Linked DNA regions of Sus scrofa: regions 2, 3, 4 and 5 are each linked to region 1. A link is a contact called in public Hi-C and HiChIP or PLAC-seq data. All regions are on one chromosome and are shown on one strand. Each heading gives the region's core, a stretch centred on a gene start, on an enhancer-like site or on the middle of the called end of the contact. The rest is flanking DNA. Distances are from core to core; before and after follow the strand shown.

The links. Hi-C and Micro-C count contacts between places; a contact is called where the count stands out from the background. HiChIP or PLAC-seq counts read pairs in DNA pulled down with a chosen protein or histone mark.
Region 2: a Hi-C map of liver shows a contact between it and region 1, with 3 times the contacts expected there. The contact joins the promoter of HDGF here to the promoter of MEF2D in region 1. A contact is called at or near these places in 2 of 47 Hi-C or Micro-C datasets (liver and skeletal muscle) and 1 of 2 datasets of contacts at active chromatin or transcription factors (alveolar macrophages).
Region 3: a contact with region 1 is called in an H3K27ac HiChIP or PLAC-seq map of alveolar macrophages. The contact joins the promoter of ISG20L2 here to the promoter of MEF2D in region 1. A contact is called at or near these places in 2 of 2 datasets of contacts at active chromatin or transcription factors (alveolar macrophages and skeletal muscle).
Region 4: an H3K27ac HiChIP or PLAC-seq map of alveolar macrophages shows a contact between it and region 1. The contact joins the promoter of TMEM79 here to the promoter of MEF2D in region 1. A contact is called at or near these places in 2 of 2 datasets of contacts at active chromatin or transcription factors (alveolar macrophages and skeletal muscle).
Region 5: a contact with region 1 is called in a Hi-C map of skeletal muscle, with 4 times the contacts expected there. The contact joins the promoter of NES here to the promoter of MEF2D in region 1. A contact is called at or near these places in 2 of 47 Hi-C or Micro-C datasets (heart right ventricle and skeletal muscle) and 1 of 2 datasets of contacts at active chromatin or transcription factors (skeletal muscle).

The regions. Positions count from the first base shown.
Region 1 is chr4:93,579,486-93,584,071 of Sscrofa11.1, reverse strand. It overlaps MEF2D (myocyte-specific enhancer factor 2D), which reads right to left and starts at 2,509. Exons shown (of 12, transcript XM_021089672.1): 1 at 2,156-2,509.
Region 2 is chr4:93,338,975-93,343,560 of Sscrofa11.1, reverse strand. HDGF (hepatoma-derived growth factor) reads right to left here and starts at 2,480. Exons shown (of 6, transcript XM_013996955.2): 1 at 2,203-2,480.
Region 3 is chr4:93,364,168-93,368,753 of Sscrofa11.1, reverse strand. It overlaps ISG20L2 (interferon-stimulated 20 kDa exonuclease-like 2), which reads right to left and starts at 2,566. Exons shown (of 4, transcript XM_001924747.5): 1 at 2,231-2,566; 2 at 815-1,648. The coding sequence starts at 1,531. It overlaps RRNAD1 (ribosomal RNA adenine dimethylase domain containing 1), which reads left to right and starts at 2,730. Exons shown (of 8, transcript NM_001243324.1): 1 at 2,730-3,038. The coding sequence starts at 2,928.
Region 4 is chr4:93,766,505-93,771,090 of Sscrofa11.1, reverse strand. It overlaps TMEM79 (transmembrane protein 79), which reads left to right and starts at 2,251. Exons shown (of 4, transcript XM_001927978.5): 1 at 2,251-2,578; 2 at 3,629-4,431. The coding sequence starts at 3,672. It overlaps SMG5 (protein SMG5), which reads right to left and starts at 762. Exons shown (of 22, transcript XM_021089680.1): 1 at 513-762. The coding sequence starts at 586.
Region 5 is chr4:93,410,814-93,415,399 of Sscrofa11.1, reverse strand. It overlaps NES (nestin), which reads right to left and starts at 2,740. Exons shown (of 4, transcript XM_005663265.3): 1 at 1,806-2,740; 2 at 588-712. The coding sequence starts at 2,588.

The DNA.
Region 1 (4,586 bases), core at 1,260-3,759:
GAAGTCCTCCACTACTCTGTTCTGGGCATTGGGTATTATAACAGACAGAAGCTCTAGCCCAACCTCCCATGCCCATCCACCAACCCAAGGGTCCTGCCTCTCCCTTTGGACCAGGGCCTCCAAGGGGAAGGACTGTGTCTGCTTCTCTATGGTCTCTCGATGATGTTAAGCCTCGCCTGAAAGAGTGCTGTTGGACTAAAGCTCTGACACAGATTTACTGTGTCACCTCAGGTAAAAAACTCAACCTCTCTGGTCTCTAAAGGAGCATAAATGAAAGCTCTTCCTTTCCCCAGAGAAAACAGAGACCTTTCTCCTTACAAATGCACACGCACACACACACATATGTATACGCATATGTATACACACACACATACAAACGCAGACGGGCTGTGTTGGGGGAGGGGGTGGCAGGAGAGTTACAACAAAGAGCATATGACCACTGAGGCCCAAGGGTCCAAATCCCTGTGCTTGGGCAAGTGGGGAAAGAGCTACATATAAGCTCCAGCGATCCCCCCATAACCCCACATAAATGGGTCCTCAGCCACCCTCACACTGATCCCACCCCACCCCCATCTCCTGCCTAACACACTGGGAAACCACAGGAAGGAAATTCATTCCCAGGCAGGCCGTGGGAGCTGGGACAGCCAGGCTAAGTCCTGGGGCGGGTGTGACCCGGCGGCCACAGGCGGGTGGACATCTGTGAACACTGACATGTGCCTTTTCAATTCTCTCCTTGACTACGAAGACTTCCCTGTTGGGGATTTTGGGGAGAGTGGGAGGTGGACAGCTCCCTAATTTCAAAACACCCTATCTCCTGCTGGCCTGGGCTCCCCTGCTATCTGGAGGCCAGAGCAGCCCAAGGTCACCGCCCCAGACGGTAAACTTCCCAGAGTCCAGAATGGCCCCTGAATTGCCTAGGAGACCCACTGCGGGGATGGGGGAAGGGGCAAGGGAGGGCCACCCCCCAAAACCAAAGAAACCAGGCCTAGGAGGAGACCTCAAAGGGGCCTAGGCACTGAGAAGAGGGACAGAGGCTCCACCTAATGTACCCTCCCCCAACCCATCAACAATGGGCTGCTTAAGAGGAGGCAGGGAGAACCTCCTACTCAAAGGACAAACCTGGGATAACCTAGTCAGTGGCTCCAAGGGGGCCCACACTCAGGAGCCCTCCTTTCATTGGGGAGAGACCTCAGGAGGCCACTGAGAGATCAGCTAGAATCACTAGGGGAAGGGAGACCCCGTAAGAACAAACCTGACAGAAAAGGGGTTGGCAGGAGGGTAAGAGACTACATGCATCTTAGTCTCCTCGGCCCACCCTCCGAAAAGCCCCTCACTCCCTGGACCCCCACTCCCAACCCAGTTCGGACTGGAGAACTCTTGCCCAGATGTTTAACAGCTGCAAACTTCTGGCCGGGGGTTCTCCAGCTGGGGCCACAGACAAACCAGAGCAGGGGTCTCGGAGGCAGGCTAGGAGGTCCCAAGAAAGGGTCCTGCGTGCCCACCTCCGTGCTAACTCTGAGTGCCAACTCCACAGGCACAGGGCAAACCCGGGCCCGGGACACACACACACTCACACACCCCAACCCACCACCCCGGTGTCATCTGAACAACATCCCCCCTCCCTCCCCCGCTTCCCAAACAGCTGCGGCTCCCCCCGCCCCCACCCTCCCGCCGCCCTCTCAGGCCCCCTTCTGCACCATTTCGGGCCAAGGAGGAGGGAACAGGCGGCTCGAGGAGGGAGAGGGAGGGAGGGCCGGCTGTTAAAATGTCAGTCGCTCCCGGCTGTCACCGGAGACCCCCTCTGAGGATGGCGCCCCTTCCCAGACCGCTCGGAGGCCGCCTTAACCCCCGGACACCAACAGACCGGCGCGCCCCCAAGCCACCCGTCCCCACCCCGACCCCAACACCCAAGGGAATTACAGCCCACTCCACTTGTCCCCCACAGCCGACTCCCTCACCCAAACAGTCCCCCATGTAATCTTCCACCAACGCCACAAGAAAACACAGCCCGCTCCGCGAGTTCCTCCCAAACCCAAGAGGCCACCCCATCCCACCTCTCAGGGGGACGGTCTAGACCACCCTCCACCCCAACCCCAGGATGGGGTGGGGGAGGGGGCCTCTTAAAGCGGCAGGAGCATTATTTTTCTCTACTCACCGGCCCCGCTGGGGGAAGGGGGATGTCACGGCTGGGAGGGGGTAGCCCTCGCCCCTAGTCCTGGGGCTCTTCAGCACCTGGAAGCCGCAGCTCCGGGCGGGGGGAATAATAAATGAGGCCGGCGTCCGCGCGGGCCCTGGGCTGCGCCGGGGGGCCTGGGCCCCCGTCGTGGGCGCGAGGGCGGGCAGGCGGGCGGCCGGCAGGCGAGGGACTGGGGCCGAGCGCCCGAGCCGCCTCGGCTGTTGTTGATATTTTGCTTCCTTCCTCCTTTCGAGCTCCAAAGGTAACTCCTCCAGCCCCCGGGAGTCGAGGCCGACGTAGGCACAGCTCAGCCTAGCTTGAGGGGTGGGGGGAACGGGGGTGATGGACAGGCGGGGGGGCCAATGGGAGGAACCCGTGGGGGCGGAGGGGCGGGGCCGGAGCAGGGGCGGTCCCGGGGACGCGGCCCCGCCCCTCGCTTCCCTCGGGCCGGCCGGGCCGGGCCGGGTCGGCCCCCACCCCAGCGCCCTCCCAAGCTAGGCTGCGGCGCTGGGAGAGGCAGATCCCTCCGCCAGCCAGGAGGGAGGGAGGGAGGAAGCGAGGAAGCGACCGAGCGAGGCAAAGTAGGGAGGCGAGACCCAGAGGCCTCTAAGGGGATCGGCCCGCGCCCGTGGTGCCCCTTTCGAGCTGTCCGGACGGCCGCCTAGTACTGCTGCCACCATGCGCTCGAAGAGGTCCTTTCCGGGGAGGTTCCGCCGACTGGGCACATACTTCCCGCCCCCGCCCCCAAACACACTCACACACACTCGCGCACACACACTTACACACACGCTACCTCGACAGCTCCCCCCCAACCCCCAAGCCCCTAGAGAGTTGGGAGGTGGGAATCTAAGTAGATAAATTAAGGGTAGACACTAAGTGTTGAAAAGATTTTATCTCCTTCACTTAGTGTGAGCCGAAGCCTCACTTAAAGGGACCCGTTCTTTTCTGGGGGGTTACCTGGAGAGCTCGTTTGCTCCCTCTACCTGTGAGAGGCCCCCTCCCCTCCCAGGGCCCGGCTGGGCAGACGCCCAGCAATTTAAAGCGACAGCTCATAGTTCGTGGGTGACCTAATCCCCAGTGCCTGAGGCTCCAGAGCACTTACAGCCGAGGGGGGCAATTTAAAGGGGCGTGACCCTAATTTCCCCCAGCACAGGAAACGCCCAAAAGCATCTCATTAAAGAAACAGTAGTAGATGTTTAAAAAAATTTGTAATTCCTGGTTGCTCCAGGGTGTGGCGAATCTTCTGCCCTACCACAGGAGTGTGGGTGCCATGCCTACTGGACAAGCGACCTGTCAGACTTCCTCTCCAGCATCCCTGTTGCCCCAATGTCTGCTTTCTACCTGAAGCTTGAGGAAATGATGGAATTTGGCTTGGATCTTAAAGACCCTCGCAGAACAGAAGGGCACTCAGTTCACACACCTCGATTTCTACCTGGCTGGGTCTGATTTACTGGATCAAGGCTTAATGATCCAGGTTGAGTGCTGAAGAGGCTAATATATAAAGAGGTAGCATGTTTTGGAGTAGTCAAGCTACTTTAGTTCACATCCTTATTCCGCCATTTTTTAACCGGGAACACAGGCCCATTACTTAATTTCCCTGTACCTCATGATCCTCATAGGTAAAATAGCAGCGATGATAATAGTACCTAACTCATAAACTGGTGTGAAGATTAAATTGCTACGTACAAGTAGATCACTTTGAACAGTACCTCATGCTGCATTATAATAATTCAAGGGCTGGACTGTCAAGACCCCTTTAGGCCCATTATCCCATAAAAGCCTCAAAGGAGACAAGTTCAGTGGAATTGCTTTGCAAATAGGTTTGGAAGTTTATCTCATTAAGTCCTAAGACAGGAATCCAGCAGGCTCCTATTTTCTTGGTCTTGGTTTCCAACCCTTCTACATGGCTCCTCCTTCAGGAAACCTGATTTAAATAAGTGTCTGACTTTGTCCCCAAACATAGATTCTCGGTTCCCCATTAGATCTGGGAGATGGGGCCCAGCACCAGAAGATGTCAGTCTTTCCTACCAGGCAGGGCCCACTTGCCCAAAGGATCTCAGGGTAGGCAAGAGGAGCCCATATGTCCTGTCCCCAAGGACTATAAGAAGAATAGAGCCTTGTGCCAGGCCTGGGGCTGTGGCAATAGCAGGATGGGAAAGGGCCCCCCCCTCCCTTAAGTGGGGAACCTCCCCTCACTTGTGGCCTCTATTTTTAGTGCTTCCCCAGGCTCTAGCTGGAGAAACCGTTTAGTCATCAGGGTGTTTATTTTCCGGCTGTTTCCGACGTCGGGAAAGCAGAATGTTGAGACTGGAGAGATCCAGGGCTGCTGGAAAAGGCTTCTTAGGAATAGGCCTGGGAACTCAGCCTTCAGATCACTGGGTCCCAGATCATAGGAAAAAACCAAAGTGGG
Region 2 (4,586 bases), core at 1,231-3,730, 240 kb after region 1:
CTGCAACCCACATTCCACCTGAGCCCCCTCCCCAGCCTCTGGACTTTGTCCCACTCCCAGAGGTAGGAGCAGTAGAGACCTTGGGTCAGTTCTTGCCCTGCCCACCAGGACCTGGCATCTGGACCAAGAAGTCAGATGGATCAAAGGTGCAGGGTAAAGTACACGTGTTCAGACACCACACACATATACATGCACATGCAAGGCTGTCTGTGGCTGCTTCCTTACACTGCCCTCTAACCGAGTCCCCTAGGAGGCCCTGGAAGCTGGGAGAGCCCTGCGTTGCTCTGTAGAGGCCAGATATCTAGAAGTTTCAGGGAACAAGGCATATGGGATTGGGCACATTCCTCAGGACACGAACAGAGCAGGGTGGGGGGTGGTCTCCAAGTTGGTCTGGACACTCTGAACAGGAAGCCTGGGTCAACTGCCTAAGCTCAGAGCAGACTCTGGGCCAGATGATGAGACAGACTTGAGTGGAAGAGAGCAACCCACCACCATAAGGCAGTTCTGCACTTGGCCCCCTCGCCCAGAAGACTCACTCCCTCTACTCGTCTCTGCCCTTGGATTTCATTCTACAGGAGTCCTGACACTCTAGGGCCAATACCAAAGGCCTCTCTCTATACCAACTTTGAAACAAGCTGCCAGAGGTACTGCCCCTTTGGACACCCCCGACCTCCCCCAGCACCCTCTGGCAACGACCTCCCTTATCCCCTACTTCACCTGTCTCAGTTCTTAGGGGGAAACATGATGAACGTGCCAGGTTGAGCTTTTGGGCCCCACCCTCCCACCTGGCCAGGTGCTGGGGTGGGGGGGGCTTCATACTGGCGGGCTGAATCAACCACATGGCAGGCTGGGCCGTTCTGGCGGGAGAGGCTCCAACATGGGGAGGAGAGGCAACTCGGTTCCCCCCACCTCCACTAAGAGGCAGTCTGGACTGGACTTCCCAATCCCACAAGGGCTCTGCCACTCTCAGCCCCACATTTGAGTTGGCAGCATATGGAGGCATTTTTTTTGCGGGGCTGAGGAGCGAAGGATAACAGCGGGTAATTTCTAAGACGGACAGATTTCTTCTGTCGCCCCCCAACCATTCCTCGACCCTCCCAACTTCAGATCTCTTACGATCCCCCAAACCAAAGTTTTCTAGAAGCGAACTCCGCCTCCATCTATCCCTTTCTGAGCAGAGATCCTTCTTAACCATTTAATCTAGAAGAGGAGAGTTTGAGCTAGGGGCAACCATCAGTGAAGGTTTAAACTGGGGGTCTTTAAGGGGGTCCCTGAAGGGGATGGCTGTGGCGCCGGGGCGGCGGGGGAGGGAAGGAGTAACACGACTGGCCCCAACCCAGGCTGCGCGCCCGAAACCGCTGGGAGTATGGGGGCTGGGGGCGGAACTAAGCACGCGGAGCCGGGGGCCGGGAAGTGACCGGCGCCCTCGGATCCCCACGCCGCGCACACGCCACTACGCGCGGACGCCGTCTGCCCAGGTGTTCCCAGCCGCCGCCAACCCCCCACCCCCAGCCATTATATAACCGGCGGGTGGGCTCGGAGGTGCTCGGGAAAGAGTCAGGGACTCGGACATCCCCCGCCCCCACCCGACCCCCCCTGCTCTGCGCGGAGCGCTCGTGCCCTCCCGGGTGTTATGCAACCCGAGCCTGGAGGTGGCTAGGAGGCGGCGGGCCGCGCTGCTCACCCGGGCCGGCCAGTGTGGGTAGCCCTTCATCTTGGCGAACACCAGGTCCCCGCATTTATACTCCTTCTGCCGGTTGGATCGCGACATGGCGGGGCTCCGGGCGCCCCGGGCTCCGCGCCGGGCCGGGAAGCGCGAGCCCAAGTTTGCGCGTGCGGCGGTGGCGGCGCCGCTCCGCTCCGGCCCTCGCGCGGCCCCCGCCTCGATGGTGGCCCCCGGCCCGAGCTCCGGCGCGGCCACGGCGTCTCCGCCCGCGCGCCGCACGGACGGGGCGGGCGCGGATCAGGGGCAAAGCTCCGGCGCGGTGGGTGCACGCTCGTGCAGTTGTTTGTGTTTGAAATTCAATTGCTCCCTCTTCTGCGCGAGGCCTCTTCCTCCACCCCCCGCCCGGTCCCCACTCCTCCTCCTCCTCCCTCCTCCCTTTCCCACTCCTCCTCCTCCCCCCTCCGCGCTCCCTCCCGCGGCGGTTTGATGCGTGCAGCTTCTTGACGCCCCGTGCCTGCCCCAACCCGACGCCCAACCTGGAGCCGCCTGGCGGCGCGTGGCGACACAGGCGTAAGGAGCCGATCGCCGAGCAAGCCGAGCAGGCTTTGTGTGCCCGCTGTCGGTGGGTGCCCGCCAGCCCGGGAGGAGCTGGCGCCCGGCTGGACGGAGCGGCCTGGCGCCCCTCCCCCGGCCCCACGGGGCGCTCCCAACAGCGGCTTCAGCGCAGTGGAGTGTCGACATCTAGGCGTAGTGTCTCCCTGCCCACGGCTCCATCCCTGTCCACGAATGTTTGCTCGGCACTTGCGGTGCTTGGCAGAGTGCTGGGCGCAGCGGCGAGAGCTGGGCACCGCGCCCCTGAGCGCACAGAGGTTTGCCCTGGACCTCGACGTGCTTACAATTTGTGGGGTCACCGAAACGTCGGGGATTGCTCCGACACTACGGCCTTTGTGGAATTTGGTAGCCAGGAGGTGTCCGAGGGGTTGTGGCACAAAGTGACCGCGATCCATGTGCATTAGATAGGTCTCGGCTTTCTGTGCTATTTCCTGGCAGAAGAGATCTGGGTTTTACCACTAGCCACGGGCCCAAATATGAACTCTTTTCTTTTGGGAAGAGACAGTGTAAATCCCAAACCATTGGTAAAACATCACTACCTCTCTTGGAGGGTAAGAGTCCGGGGAAGAATCTGGGAAGGCTTCACAAAGGTGATGACTTTGAGTTGGGCCTTAGAGGACAAATGTAATGTTGCCAGATTCCAGAGACCACATTTTAGCCTAGGTTATATGTTAAGAATTGATAGAGCCAAAAGTTGAACTCAGGTCTCTTAAGCCAGACAAGACTTTGCTGTAATTACATCTTTGATTTGCTGTCACTGTGTTGGTTTTGGATTTGCTGAAATTCCAGACACCTATGATCTCTTAGAAATGAGATAGTTATTTAGATCTTACCTTATACCATGTTTAGATCCTTAAAATTTTGCAACAAAATATTCTAGGTTCAAAGAGAGAAAACAAGCTTTTTTTCTTTCCCCATGAGTTTCCTGATCCTGCTTCAAAGCATATGCAGAATCTCCCTGCAGAAGTGCAGGATGAGGCCAAAAGGCCCAGGTACACATTCTGCCCAGCTATTCACCAATCATAAGAACTTACACTACCCTCTGAACTTCTCCCTGAGCCTCAATTTCCTCAACTGTGAGGCAGGATCACACTGCTCCCTGCCAACATCACGGGCATGGAATGGCTGCTTATCATTAGCCGAGGCCTGAAATTGCTCCCTACAGCCTTCCTATCTGTTGTCCTTATGGTCATGACAATGCATTTCACATGTTTTGCCTTTATAATAATGTGGTCTCTCAGCATAATTCTGCCTTGTGATAGGAATCCCTCTGGTCCTATACCCAGGCCCTCCAGGCCCCAGGCTGCTGGCACAGCAGGGCACTCTGCACGGTCCTCATGCATGCCCTTAGCCCCAGACTTGTCGAGTTATTTCAATAGCAAATCCAAACTTGTTGCAACAGAGCAGCTAGATCCCAGTTGGTGTTTACTCTACCATGCATTCCAGTTTGAAATGCAGTCAGTGTAATAGTCCAGATTCTGTCAGGCTAGTACTTTTCTTTGTTCTTATTGTTAGGAGAGAATCTTGTCACAAGGTCTTAGAGATGTTTCAGTAAATCCAGTGTCACCACTGGTTTCCTTTTAGTGTCCAGGCTAGTATTATAAATATGCTGTTTCAGTGCAACAAACATGTTTTTAAACTATTTTCCAATTTAGCACATCCCAAATTAGTGAAAACCAAAGAGTCCTATCCATTTCTCCACTTTGTTGCATGGAGATGGCAGTAAGGGCTTCTTAAATTTTTTTTTTTCTTTGCAACAAATCTCTTGGGCCTGTCACTCAGGTCACCATGCAGATGCTGGTTGCAATAAAACAACCAGGGTTCCCTTTGTTGCAGTAATCTCCCAGGCCTTGGTTGCAATTTAATATCCAAGTTCTCCTTACAATAACATCATCAACCTCACAGCTGCCCCTAACAACCAAGCCAAGAGCCACAGAGGGTCAGTTACACGGGGCAGGCATAAGCCTGCTTCCCCTGGGATTCAGGTCTAACTTAGTGCTTTGTAGCCTTTAATGTGCAAATGAATCACCTGGGGATACTCTTTAAAAGCAGATTCTAATTTAGTAGGTTTGGGGGTCCCTGCATTTTTTTGTTGTTGTTTTTTTGTTTTTGGGTTTTTTTTTTTTTTTTTTTTTTTTGTCTTTTTAGGGCCACACCCATAGCATATGTAGGTTCCCAGGCTAGGGGTTGAACCGGAGCTGCAGCTGCCGGCCTACACCACAGCCACCGCAATGCAGGATCCAAGCTGTGTCCTCGATCTCCACCACAGCTCAGCGCAACACCGGATCCTTAACCCACTGAGTGGGCC
Region 3 (4,586 bases), core at 1,317-3,816, 220 kb after region 1:
AGAGAAGAACCCCGACATACCCGTCCTGTGTCTTTTATCCCCTTCACTGCAGGCTCCCTGTTCCAGGTATATACACATACCCCAGCTCCTCCTGTCAACATTCTGCCCTCTCCGACCACCAACTTTCCACACTGCCACAGACTATGTCTTGTGTGGGAAGCCCTCACCACTTCTCTGTTCTCAACCCTAGACTCAACCTCTACAAGGCATAGAATGGCTTAAGCCCTTTCCCCCTGGCATGCATGCCTGCTGCTCTGTCCATCATGGCTGTTATTTCTCTAGTAGACTCCCACTCCTCCAGTATAGGATTCCACTTGGGACCTAAAGTAGATCTTAACTAATAAAGTTTGTGGAGTTCCCGTCGTGGCTCAGTGGTTAATGAATCCAGCTAGGAACCATGACGTTGCGGCTTCAATCCCTGGCCTCACTCAGTGGATTAAGGATCCAGCATTGCTGTGAGCTGTGATGTAGGTCGCAGATTCAGCTCGGATCTGGCGTGGCTGTGGCTGTGGTGTAGGCTGGCGGCTACAGCTCCGATTGGACCCCTAGCCTGGGAACCTCCATATGCCGAAGGTGCGGCCCTAGAAAAGATAAAAAGACAAAATAAATAAATAAAGTTATACCAACTAGTTGTAACTTTCCAGACCCTCCCCACTCCTTTTCCCCAAAGAAAAGTCTTCTTCATCATCTGCTATTCCACCCACTCCATACCTCCCTCCACAACTGCCTTTCCAGGGTGCTATCTTTTGGGGAGAAATGATTTGGACTTCTCCCACCCACTTCTCCACGACCACCTGTCCCCCCAGCCTCTCACCTGGCTTCGAGCAATCTTGAAGGGTGTGGCATTCACCATATGCTGCTTCCGAATACCACTCCACCTGGTCCGGTAGTCCACAATGTGGCAGGGGGGAAGGATGTACTCGTCATAAAGCACATCTCCATTGTAGTTGACAATACTACACCGAGCCAAGGAACTGACATGCCCTTTGGGTCCTGTGCCCACCATCTCACAGTCAATTGCCACCATCTTGCTCGGACCCTTCTGGGATGCTCCAGAATATTTCTTCTCGGAATGAGCTTGGGTGGAATTCTGTGGGGCATTCTTCTGGGAGCCCTTCTTCCGGGGGCGAGTTGGGTGGCTCTTAATCTTTGGTAGGGCACTCTGGAACTCCCCCAGTAAGTCTACTTTGGCCACAACAGAACCAGCCTTCTGTGAAGGGGCAGGGGTCAGCCAAGGCACTGCAGATGGCTTGTCCAGAGACTGCCCTGACCCACCGCTGGAGGCAGCTGTCTTCTTTTTTGAAAGAAGAGGGGCCTTCCAAGCGCCATCTACCTTGGGAGATTTCCCTTTCTTTGACGATTCTGATTGCAACTTAGCCACCTTGCTAGGGGGCTGCTGTTTCTTATTCAAAAAGCCCTTCCGTTCCAAGAGCCGGCGCTTCTTGACAAATTTTCGGTGCTTGGCATTCCCCTCTAATGCCTTTTTTGGGGGAGGTTCACCAAAATCCAGATTGAGGAGTAAGGTAGACATGATGACAGTGGACAGCGGGAGAACAGTTGGGAAGAGTAGCTTACAGTTGAGAGGAGGATAGAAAACTCATCCTCTGCCGAATCCCACAGACCAACATCTGGAGGTCTGCAGTATACCCTGGGGAAGAAGGTGATACTGATAATGGGAACCCATAGGCTTGGGAACCCGTAAGATAAGACCCATCTCCCTAGGACTTAAGAGAGAGAAAGACATCAGAGTAACCTCTCAGATAATGTGAAATGATGGAAGGAGCACTTCTTCTCAGCCAGGAAGCCTGGGTTCTAGGACAGCCCCACAATTCAGCAGCTGTACAGGAAGGCCATTTCCCTTCTCAATATCTGTCTCAACCGCAAACTGAGGGGGTTGCAGGGCCAACCAGCTGAAACTCTGTGATCTAGAACGCCCGAATAGGTGAGCTATCTCATCTGTCCAGGGAGAGAACGTCTAAGTATGCTCGAAGGCAGTGTGGGGTATGCCACAGACGACCTCTGGCTTACCCAGGCATCCCCAGCGCGGGTTCCAGGAACCCCTGTCCCTGATCTCCAGGTGGGGGAAATCGCCACATGCATCTCACCCAAGTCCTTCTCCCAAGAAAGGACCTTTGACACCACATATCAACAGAGAAGAAACCGACGCGGGGGACGGCACACTTCGGCCGTCCGCACCACTTCGGCCGTCCCCACACGCTCGCGCACCTACCTCCTAGATGTGCCCAGCTAGGACCGGAAGCGCCAGGAGCCGGATACGGAAATTGGCACGCGCCGACGAGGCCCGGCCCGGCAGGCGCGCGGATTGGAACGCGCCGGGGGCCTGCGCGCGCGAGCCCACAGCGCCCCCGCCTCCGGGAGCGAGGCCAGGGATTCCGAGTGTGTGGGGAGCGGCAGCGGCGGCGGTGGGGGAGGCGGCGTGGGTGGGGGCGGGGGCGGGATGCGCTCCCCAGCCCCTCTAGCCCCGTGGAGGTACAACTCGAAGGTTCAGGGAGGCCGCGACAAACGAGAACTGCAGCGCGCGGGAGACCCCGGCCTCACTTCCGGGAGGGGGGGTTGTACGGGAAGGGGCGGGACCTGAGCTTGGCCCACCCCTCTCCGTGAGCGGGGCGCCGGGGGACGCCTCTGTGACGTCACTGCGCTGGCAACCCCCCCCCCCCGCCCGGTGTGTCTCCGACGCTGACACCTTCGCGCTATGGGACGTCGCGACCTGTGACGTCTGGAGGGCGCCTCAAGTCTTCACCCAGGCTGAAGTCCCGGAAAGGCAGCATCGGGGGCTGGATTCTGAGCGCTTTCTTCCTGCTCCGAGTGCAGAACTGAATCCAGCCTGGGTCCTGGACCCGTGTAGTCCTGACCCTGTTCCCTCCTCACTGCATTGTCGCTCCTCGCGCCACCGGCTGGGCCCCGGAATGCCGGGGGTTTCCGCCCGGGGCCTCTCTTACGAGGAGAGGAGGCAACTAGCTGTGAACCTCACCCGGGTCGTGACGCTCTACCGTTCCATCCTGGACGCCTACATCATTGTGAGGCCACAGGGGTGTGGGTGGGGTGCTCCTCCTGGTTGTGTGGTGGATAGGTGCTCACGACAGGAGAGGATCTGGAGAGTTAGCGTCTGGTCTCTTCTAATATGAGTTTCTTCAGGCTTTTGTCTGTACAAGAAAAGTTTGAGGCTGCTCTTCCTTTTTTTCTTCTGACCTAAATGTTAATATGTTAGCATCTGGGTTGTCTTTCTAAGCTTCTGAAATCCAAAGTAGTAAAATGCATGGATATTTGAGCCATGCTGCTGCAGCTGCGTCGAACTTTCCCAGGAACGTGTGAGGTGTTCCAAGAACACACATGTTCATTCATTCAAGCCTTGAATAAATTCCTGGTTTTGCAGTGTAATGGACAATTCCAGCTTTGGAATATGAGAGACTTGGACTAGAATCCTGCCTCGCTTACTGTGTTAACCTTAGGCATTAAAACAATTCCTCCTAGCCCCAGTTTCTCAGCTGTAAAATGGATCCCTTTTTGAAGGATGATTGTGAAAAATAAATGAGATGATGTATAAATGGCACCAGCATCCTCCGAATTGTTCAGCTCCCAAACCCAGAAACCATCCTCAATTTAGCTCTTTTCTTCACTGATCTACAATCCAGTCCTTCAACAAGTCCTATTTGGTTCAACCTCCAGAATAGATACCAAATTCACCCATTTGTCTCCATCGCCATTGCTACCACTCTAGGCCAAGCTAACATTGTCTCTCTCCTGGACTACTTCCTAACTGAGCTCTGTGTTTGCTTCCTCTCCTCCATAAACAATTCTTCATAAAACAGATTGATCTTTTGAAAATGTGAATCTGATGATGACACTTATTTGTTTCTTAGGTACTTTGATGAAATTCTAATTCTTTACCATTATCTATAAAGTTCTGCATAATCTGTGTTCCTTTTTAGACCCCTTCACATTCACGATACTACACCTGCACTGGCCTGATCTGGGCCTTTGCACTTTCTTTTTCTTTTTCTTTTGCTCTTTTTGTCTTTTTAGGCCCTCATCCTTGGCATATGGAGGTTCCCAGGCTAGGGGTCGAATCGAAGCTGCAGCTACCGGCCTACACCATAACCACAGTAACGGCAGGATCTGGGCCACGTCTGCGACCTACACCACAGCTCACAGCAATGCTGGATCTTTAACCCACTGAGGGAGGCCAGGGATCGAACCTGCATGCTCATGGATGCTAGTCAGATTCGTTTCCACTGTGCCGCAATGGGAACTCCTGGGCCTTTGCACTTTCTGATCTGTTTAGAATGTTTTTTGTCCACAGAAGGGCAATTGAGTATCGTGGTCAAGAGCAAGAAGCGTTAAATTGGTTTCAAATCCCAACTATGCTCCTTACAGCTTTTTGACTTGGGCAAATTACTTAATTGCTGTGATTCAGTTTTCTTATCTGTAAAAGGGGGATAAAAATAGTACTACCTCATAGGGTGGTTTTAAGGATTAAATGCCTTAATATATGTAAAGTGTTTCAGACATTGCCTGGCATATTAAAGTATTCTGTAAGTATTTGTTATTACCTGCATTTTAAAAAA
Region 4 (4,586 bases), core at 1,002-3,501, 190 kb before region 1:
TACCAAACCCAAATGTCTCCTTTTAAGGATGAGAAAACTGAGGCCCAAGGTCACACAGTGAGCGAATGGCAAAGCAGGGACCTGAGCCTGGCTCTCTTGATTTCAGTCCAGGGCTCTTCCCTGTAAGTCTACAGGGTTCTAAGCACCATTCCCTTCCGGGTTTTTCTCCCCTCTGTGACCCCACCCTCACCTGCGCAACCCCTGCCGTTCCCAACTCCCACCTTCTTATCCCAAATCCACAAAGCACGGTGCTCGCCCCAAGCTTACTGCGGAAGGGATTCCTCCACGTGCTTCCCTCCAAACCTTCCTCCCACCCAATTCCTTCTTTCAGCTTCTGCCTGGGGTTACGGAGCCCCGCCCCCCCCGCCCCCCCCGCTCCCTCTAAAATTGCACCTTCCTCCCTCGCCAGCACCCTAACCCAGCACCGGGCCCCTCCCGCCCAGGAGGCCCCGCCCCTCGCTGTCCCCCCACTTCCCTGGGCGACTGCACTCACGCCCTGGCCCCCCTCTCACCGGTAAAGCCGCTTAGTGTGGAGGACCTTTGCTTCGGGCTCGCTGCTCTCCCCTGTGGCGGGGCCTTGGCTCATGGTGCCCGGGTCCAGGGGCGGCTCCCGGTCACAGGCCCCCGCCACCCACTGCTACCGCCACCACTGCCGTCTCCGGCCGTAGCCGCAGGCACCACCGCCGCCGGCCCTGCTCGGCCGCCATCGCTGTGAGGCGGCTGCCCGCGACAGCTCCTCCTCCGCCTGCCAAATCTCGCGATATCAGTTGCACAGTTGCAGGCCAGGGGGCCTGCTGCTACCAAATCTCGCGAAAGTCGTTTTCCCTCCCGGGAAGTTGCCAGAACTAACTCTGGGCGGCATGGCCTCTTTCCGGCTTCTGCAAGCCCTTGTGAAAAACTTTATTGACAAAGTTGCCAGAGAGCGAACAGCGGACTCTAAGGAGGGCTGAGCCTAAGCAGATGGGCTCACAGCTAGGAGTGTGGCTTTGCCTTGTCTGACTGTGGTCATTTGGTTCGTTTTTCTGTCGCCCCCATTTGAGTCGAGCCTCTTTCAGGTTACTAGTTACAGTGATTCTAATTCTCTCTTTTCCCCCATTATTTAAACAAGCAAAAAACTTGTATGTGAAATTTTTTTTGGAAAGAACCGAGTATGACAAGGCCTTCCAAGATAAGACTCTTACACAGACACCTCAGCCCTTCAGCTTCCGACCCCAACCCAAAGATTTCCACTTGCATGTTCCTCACTTACTGTTCCAGTAAACATTTATTGAACATCTGCTGTCTTCCAGCCACAGTGCTGGATTTTGGAGTCACAGAGATGAGCAATTCAGACATTGTCCCTCCCCTTACGAAGCTCTAATGACTTAAGGGGAAAAGATCCACAGGAATGAGAAGTTACACCCTTACATTTCTGCCCCCTGGTCCTCCCATAGGAAAGATCACTGTGGATTCCTATTGCTGTCTTTTTTTTAATGGCCACACTCTCAGCATAAGGAAGTTTCCAGGCTACAGATTCAATCCAAGCCATGGCTGTGATCTATGTGACCAGAACCACTGCAGTCACGTTCTTAAACCACTGTGCCACGGTTTTTGTAACCTTAAACCTAACCTAAAAAGCAAGGTGCTTAGGGAGATGTTCCTGAAACAACCTGTCTTTCCTTTTTATTGGCCTTTCACTTGTTGTTCCTCTGCCTGAAACACCCATTCTCCTGATTCCCAGCAGGTCTCAACTCAAATATCACTTTGGCAAAGAAATTTTCCTATTGAAATTGTCTTATTGATTTATTTTCTAGGCTTCTTTATTATCTGCTACCCCAACAGAACAAGCCCCTTAAGTCCAGAGACTTTGCCTGTCATCTCGTTCTTTCCTATGTCTATGCCCAGAATAGTGCCTAACTAATAACAGGTGCTCAATAAATATTGAATGAATAAGTGTAGAAATTCCACCTCTCTTTTGGGTGTTTTCCAACCTACTCCAACATCCTTTTTTTTTTTTTGGTCTTTTGTCTTTTTAGGGCCACACCGCAGCATATGGAGGTTCCCAGGCCAGGGTCCAATTGGAGCTGTAGCTGTCATCCTACACCACAGCCACAGCAAAGCAGGATCCGAGCTGCGTCTGTGACCTACACCACTGCTCACAGCAATGCCAGATCCTTAACCCACTGAGCAAGGCCAGGGATCGAACCTGCATCCTCATGGATACTAGTAGGGTTCATTAACCACTGAGCCATGACAGGAACTCCCCAAGCACCTTCTGATGCACAAACCCATTCTTCCCCCTTTGCTTTCCTGTGCTGGGAGTTCCTACAAAACCCATGTTCCTAGAACACACTTACCTCTAGGCTCAGCTGCACCCCCACTTTCAGAGAGCATGACGTCCTTCTCTAAGGCTTTTTCTGTCGGCAGATTCAGCAGGGCGGGGCCTGCCCTTTAATCTGGGCCCCACCTGCTCTGGTCAGACAGGTTTGGAGACCCAGGTAAAGGGAGGGAGACGGAGAGAAATACTTGCAGAGCCAGCAGCGAGCTAGGCAGCTCCTTCCCGGACGCTGGGGACCCTCTACCTCTCTCCAGATGGAAAGTAAGTGGGTGTCACGGGTCCAAACATTAAGGGATCGGAGGTCCTTGAGCAGTGAAGGGAGGGAAGTTAGCCTCATCCAGAAGCAGTGAGATGGAGGACGGCAGGGAGGGGAGAAAGACAGGAGAGGAGGCATGGGAAACAGCTTTGATTAGACCTAGAGGTCAAAATGGACAGACCCAGGCCCTTCAGATGTGGAGTGGGTTGGTGAGAAGTTTGAAAACCGACCAAGTATCCAGATTGGAGACGAAAGAACAGGGTCCCCTGCTACTGCCAGCTCCTTGGGACAGATTTGTTGGCAAATCGTTGGTATAAGTTGCCAGGAGAGTTCCAGTCCGGGGTCTTCAGGGGAAGGCAAGGTTTGGAAGTGAAAGGGAAGCTTCTCTGTCCACGAGAAGGTCTTTAGCAAGAAGAAAGCCCTTGGCAAATTTCTAGACACCTCCTTTTCCTCTCATTCCTGCATTTGGGTGGCCATGACCCCAGGGGTTTTGGTGGAGAGGGGCAGGAGATGTGGGTGGAGGCGAGGCCACAGCTGCCAGGGCCTGTGCCCCCTGACTCACCCTCTCCTGGTGAATAGCATTTGATGTCGAAAGGGTGTCTCCATTTCAGCTGCTCACTTCCCTCCTGCCTCACTCTATTTCAACACAAGGACCATGTTCTCCCTAAGGTCCCAGATGGGGCTAAAGCCCACCGTAAGACCAGCTGAGCTTCGGTTCTATCAACCCAGAAAACAGCAGCTTTTTTTTTTTTTTTTTTTTTTTTTTTGGCCTTTTTATTTTAGGTCCGCACACGGGGCATGTGGAGGTTCCCAGGCTGGGGGTGGAATCGGAGCTATAGCTGCTGGCCTATGGCACAGCCACAGCAAGGCCAGATCCAAGCCACGTCTGCAACCTATACCACAGCTCGTGGCAACGCCAGATTCTTAACCCACTGAGCAAGGTCGGGGATTGAACTCGAAACCTCATGGTTACTAGTTGGATTCATTTCCACTGAGCCACTACAGGAACTCCAAGAGCAGCAGCTTCTGACAGAGCTTCCCTCTGCTCCTTCCAGGGTGACACGACCTTACGGTAGACCCCAGAAGTGAGGCCCCAGGATGACGGAACCCGAGGCCATGGCCCTGCTGGAGGTGAAGGGGCCTGCAGCCCTGGAGAAAAGCCCACCCCAGGCCTTGGTCCCCAATGGCGAGAAGACAGAGGGGGAGGGTGGAGCTGAGTCTCCCAGAGCCGAGTCCTCCAGAGTGGGGTCTTCAGCTGGGTCTCCCACAGCCGGACAGGGGACTGAGGATGGGCTAGATAGCACAGTAAGTGAGGCTGCCACCTTGCCCTGGGGGGCTGGCCCCCAGCCCAGTGCCCCGTTCCCAGATCCCCCAGGCTGGAGAGACATTGAGCCTGAGCCCCTCGAGTCAGAGCCAGCCACCAAGCTGGAGGAGTTGCCCGAAGATGACGCTTGCCTGCTGCCTGAGAAGGCGGCCCGAGCCTTCGTGCCCATCGACTTGCAGTGCATTGAGCGGCGGCCACAGGAGGACCTTGCTGTGCGCTGTGAGGCGAGCGAGGGCGAACGCCGCCGGACCTTCCTGCCCACCCGGGCCGCCCCCGCTGAGCCCCCTGAGCGCAAGTGGGCTGAGGCAGTGGTGAGGCCGCCTGGCCGCTCCTGTGGGGGCTGCGAGGGCTGCGGAGGCCATGAGGGGCTCAGGGCTGTGGCCTCCGTAGGAGCTGCTTTCATCCTCTTCCCCTGCCTGCTCTACGGGGCGTATGCCTTCCTGCCCTTCGACGCCCCGCGCCTGCCGACCATGAGTTCCCGCCTCGTCTACACGCTGCGCTGCGGGGTCTTTGCCACCTTCCCCATTGTTCTGGGTGAGCCTGGGTCCTGTGAAAAGGGAGGGGGCATCTGGGAGCTGGACTGGAGGGCAGGGCCTTCCTGGCTTGGAGAGCAGGAGAGTTTCCCCTTGTGAGACCTGGACCCTCGGGGGGGCCCCCCCGCTACCCTGTGTGCCCACCTCTGCCCCACA
Region 5 (4,586 bases), core at 1,491-3,990, 170 kb after region 1:
TTCCTGAGCCAACTGGGATTGTGGTCAGTAGAAGGGCTGGAAAGGGCCAAGGGCCCTCGGGCTTGAGAGAAGTCAGGCCTCAGGACATTCAGGATGGAAGGGACCTTGGATGTCACCCAGGCCATCGCCCATCCTCCAGACAAGGAGACTGAGACCCAGGTCAGGAGGCAAGTCAGTGCCACCAGCCCGCCCCTGCAGTCCCTCCTTTCTGAGGCTGCCCAAAGACATCGCCCTCTTGGTGTGAGCACACACTCAGACCGGGCTCTTCAGCCCCCGCGGGTAACGGGCAGGGGGTGGGGGGGGTCCTGGCAGCGGATGATCCACACGTGTCCAGCCCTCTCTCTGGAGGCTGTCCCACTCAGCTATGTCACCTCTCCTTGGAGGATTTCCTGGGCAAGGAAATCTGGTCCTGAACCCACAGGGGAGCAGGGGGGCTTACACTGTGGTGTTAAAAGGAGCCTAAAATCCTAGGACCTCGTGGTGACAAAGCTGCCACCACCTGCGGCTCTGGGCCCCTTCAGCTGAGGAGTCTTTCCCTGCGGGTCGGTGTGCATCGGTGTGCCTGGTGGGTCACGGTCAACCTGTACCTGTATGTGGCCACCTCCAGGCTGAGGGACATCTTGAGGTGTGCCAGCTGCTGCCGACCTTCCAGGACCTGGGCGATCTGGCTCTGTAGGCCCTGTTTCTCCTGCTCCAGGGCCTCCACGGCCAGCTGCAGAGCAAGGCCGAAAGATAGTCAGTGAGGTGGTGGGGTCCTTACTGCCAGCTAACCTCTGTCCCCCTTGGCTGCTGCAGCAGCATCTTCTGCTCCCTGATTGACTTCCCTGCAGATCAGATTTCTGCCTGCCCCCCTCTGGAGCCTCCAGAAGAGCAGAGTGGCCCCCTCAGCCCTCTCCCACGGCCTGGCTCCTCCTCTGAGGATGCTGATTAAATGGTAGCACATGCTGCTCAGCATTCAGCTCCCACAGGAAGGGGGAGGTGAGGGAAGAGAGGCGATGGCTTACAGAGAGCAGGAGAGGGGGAAAGTGGAAGCAGAAGGAAAAACGATTAATCAAGAGGCCTGGAGCCCGCAGGACTGGAAACCAAACAGCGCTGGTCCCAGTCACTGTCTCCTGCTCCCCACACCGGGGGCCCCCACCCCACCCCCACTTCCCACATGTTCTGGAATCTTTCTCCTCGGAGAGGAGGAGTGGGGAGGTGGCCATGGTGAGACCTCTGTCTGGCCCAGGCAGGAGGCTGTTTTCTCAGCTGCTGGTCCCATCTGTGCAGTGTGAGGGGAAGCAGCTGTCCCAGGCTTCTGGAATGTGCTCAGGAGCCCAAAAGCCCTGACAAGGGAGAAGGGCTGGTGGCCCCTCATCCAGGGCCCCTCACAGCCCCTCCTGTCAAGGGGGGAGGAGGGCAGCTGGGAACTTGGGAGATCTGAGTGGCCAGACCATCAGACCCAGCGTTGAGAGGGAAAGTCCTGAGCATCTTCTGAGTGACAGGAGAGCCTAAGGAGGGGCCCAGAGGCCATCAGGGTGGGAAGGGGCCATCCAGACGGTGAGGAGGTGGCTGCAACGTCTTGGGCCTGCCTGCCCTTCCAGGGATCTGCGTTGAGACGGCTCATCCAAGCCCTACTCTAGACGGAGATGTGAACGTCTAGGCTGGTGGCACCGATCATGGCTTTCTAAGAACCGGCCCCTGAATCTGCATCTCCTCCCGCCCCCCACTTCCTACTCCCTTTCCAAGGTCTCTGAACCCCAAAGGGACTTCTCAAAGCCTCGATTTGCTCAGGCTTTCCCCACACCCCGCCCTCACTTCCTCACCTGGAACTGCTCAGTGGCCCGTAGCCGCTCCTGCCAGCGGCCCTCCAACCTCTGCTCCAGCGCAGCCCTGCGCTCCTGGAGGCCGCTGCGCTCCGCCTGAAGCTGCTGCAGCTCCAGGCGACCCTCGCGAGCGCCCTGCATCGCGTGGCCCAGGCGCTCGCGGGCCTGGCCCAGCGACGTCTCCATGTGCGCCACGCGCTCCTGGTAGCCGCGCACAGCCCCGCGCCACGCCTCGCCCAGACGCCGCGCCAGCTCCTCCACTTCGGGGGCCGGCGTGGGGGGCCCTCGGGGCGGAGCGGGGCCGCGCGGGGCGCAGGCAGCCTGCGCGTTCAGGCCGGCTAGCTCCTCCTCGTGCGCCGCGCGCAGAGCCTCCAGTTCGCGCTCCAGCTCCGCCGCCTGCGTGCTCAGCCAGGTCTGAGCGCATTTCTCGGCCTCGACAACACGCCGGCTGCGGGCCACCTCCTCCGACGTCCGCTCCCGGGCCAGCCGCAGCTGCTGGCACCGGCCCGCCACGCCCTCCACCTCTTCAGCCAGGTTGTCGCGCGCCACCTCGGCCGCGTGCTTCTCCAGCCAGCGCTGGTCGACGAGGGCCCGCAGGGCCGCCAGCTCGTCGTCGGCACGGGCCCTCCAGGAGGCGACCCCGGACTGTGCCCGGAGACCCTTGAGCTCCGCGCTGAGCAGCTCATTCTGCTCCTCTAGCGCCTTGACCCGGGCCAGGTAGGCCTCCAGGCGCCGGTTGAGCTCCCACATCTGAAAAGATTCCTCCCCCAGGCAGCCCTCCATCCTGCTCGTCTGACCCACCGAAGGTGGAGGGACGCAGAGCACCAAGACGGGCCAGCAGCTCTCAAAGCTTTTAGGACGAAAAGGAAAAGGAGACGGATGGGGACAATGGCGGGGCGGGGCAAGAAGCAGCCGGAGCGACTGAGAGTCGGGAGTGGGAGCGAGGCTATTCATACTCCCGCCAGGCTGGCGGGAAAAGGGGCGGGACCCAGGCCTTAACCCCTTAGGGTTCAGAGAAACTGCGTCCGCCTCTATCCCCTTGGTCCTGTGTGCTGGAGAGGAGAACGGAGCCAAAGGAAAAGCCACGCCTGGAGAATCCGATCCGATGGTGGTGGCTTTCTGGGGTGGGAGGCAGTGAGGAAGGGTCATAACCCCAGATAAAAGCAGATTATACACGGAACTGAGGCTGTGGAGGAAGTGCCAGGGGATTCAGGCCTGGGAAGGGGTGCCAGTCTCAGTTACTCAGCGCACCCAAGAGAGGTATCATTTACTGAATTCCTCTAAGCCTCAGTTTCTTCATGCATAAAATGGGAACAATAACGGAACTCTCATGGGACTGCTGAAAGAATAGATGACGTTTTTCATAAATAGCAAAGGCTCATCCTCCTGAAATACTGGAAGAAGGCAGCATCGAAGAGAGTTTAGAAAGACATTGCCTGGAAAACAAGAAAAAAAAAATGCATTTGCACGTGCACCCTATTTCCTCTGTCTCTATCAGGAAACGGAGAGAGCAGGCAAAAGCGTTTCCCCCATTATTCCCCTCATCCGTCCTACTCTTCTGTCATATAACCTGAGGTTCGCAAACCTACTTTCTAGGTAATCGAAGGCCTCCCCCAGCTCTCAGGGAAGGACACCCCACCTTGTCTTCGGTGTCGGAAATTTTTGGGTCGAGGGCGCCCCCTGGTGGCTGACAGACTAGATCGAGACGAGGAAGTAGAAGCAGCACAAGGAGCCCGGATTTATTGAGCGTTTGTAATACGCAAAATCACGTTCAAACATTTTATTTACGTTATCTGACTGAATCCTCAAAACATCCCTGAAGGCGGGAGTAGTTAGGAAGGGCTTCTGGAGGAAGAGAGGTCCTCGAACTGGGTAGTGAGGGAGGTGGAATTTGGGGTTTGTAGAGTGAAGGGGCGCAGGCTCAGAGAGGAGTGTCAGGGATAATGAGAGCGCGAAGGGATCTTTGGGGAAGGAATTTATGCTCATGAAAGTCCAATTTAGCGCTCCAAGTGTTGGATGAGACCTCTTATGTCTCAGCACTGAAAGAATTCATAGTTTGGTAACATGAGGGCAAGAGTGACAGGTGCTCATAGTCTGGCGGTGAGGTCAACGATAAGGTTATCATGGAGTTCTCGTCATGGCACAGTGGAAACGAATCCGGCTAGGAACCACGAGATTTCGGGTTCGATCCCTGGCCTCGCTCAGTGGGTTAAGGATCCAGCATTGCCTTGAGCTGTGGTGTAGGTCACAGACGTGGCTCAGATCCTGAGTTGCTATAGCTGTGGTGTAGGCCAGCAGCTGTAGCTCTGATTAGACCCCTAGCCTGGGAACCTCCATATGCCACAGGTGCGGCCCTGAAAAGACAAAACAAAACAAAACAAAACGCCAATAATTTTGTCCTAATACTTAGCACCTGAGGTGTCCACAGAGACCTGGGGGAGCACAGAGAATGGAGAAGGTCCTCTGGGTACAGCAGGGTCACTGACCAGGAGGCTGTCCCACCAGGCCAGCTGGGCTTTGGAGTTCACTGCTAGTATGTGGAGAGGAAGGGAAGGACCAGTGGGCGTGGAGTGGAGGGATCGACTGAGACTTAGCGTGAACCAGGAGACTGAGGCTTCTCCATCCCCACCTTGCTTCACAAATCCTGCCCTTTGGTTTGGGCAGGGGCGTCCCAAGAGTTGTGTCCAGGAGAGCTGACTTGGGGTCTCTCCCTCCTCTTTCTTTTCCTGGCTGTAGGAAGAGAGAAGCCGAATACTAGAGATGTCCTGGGAGCCTTGAGGG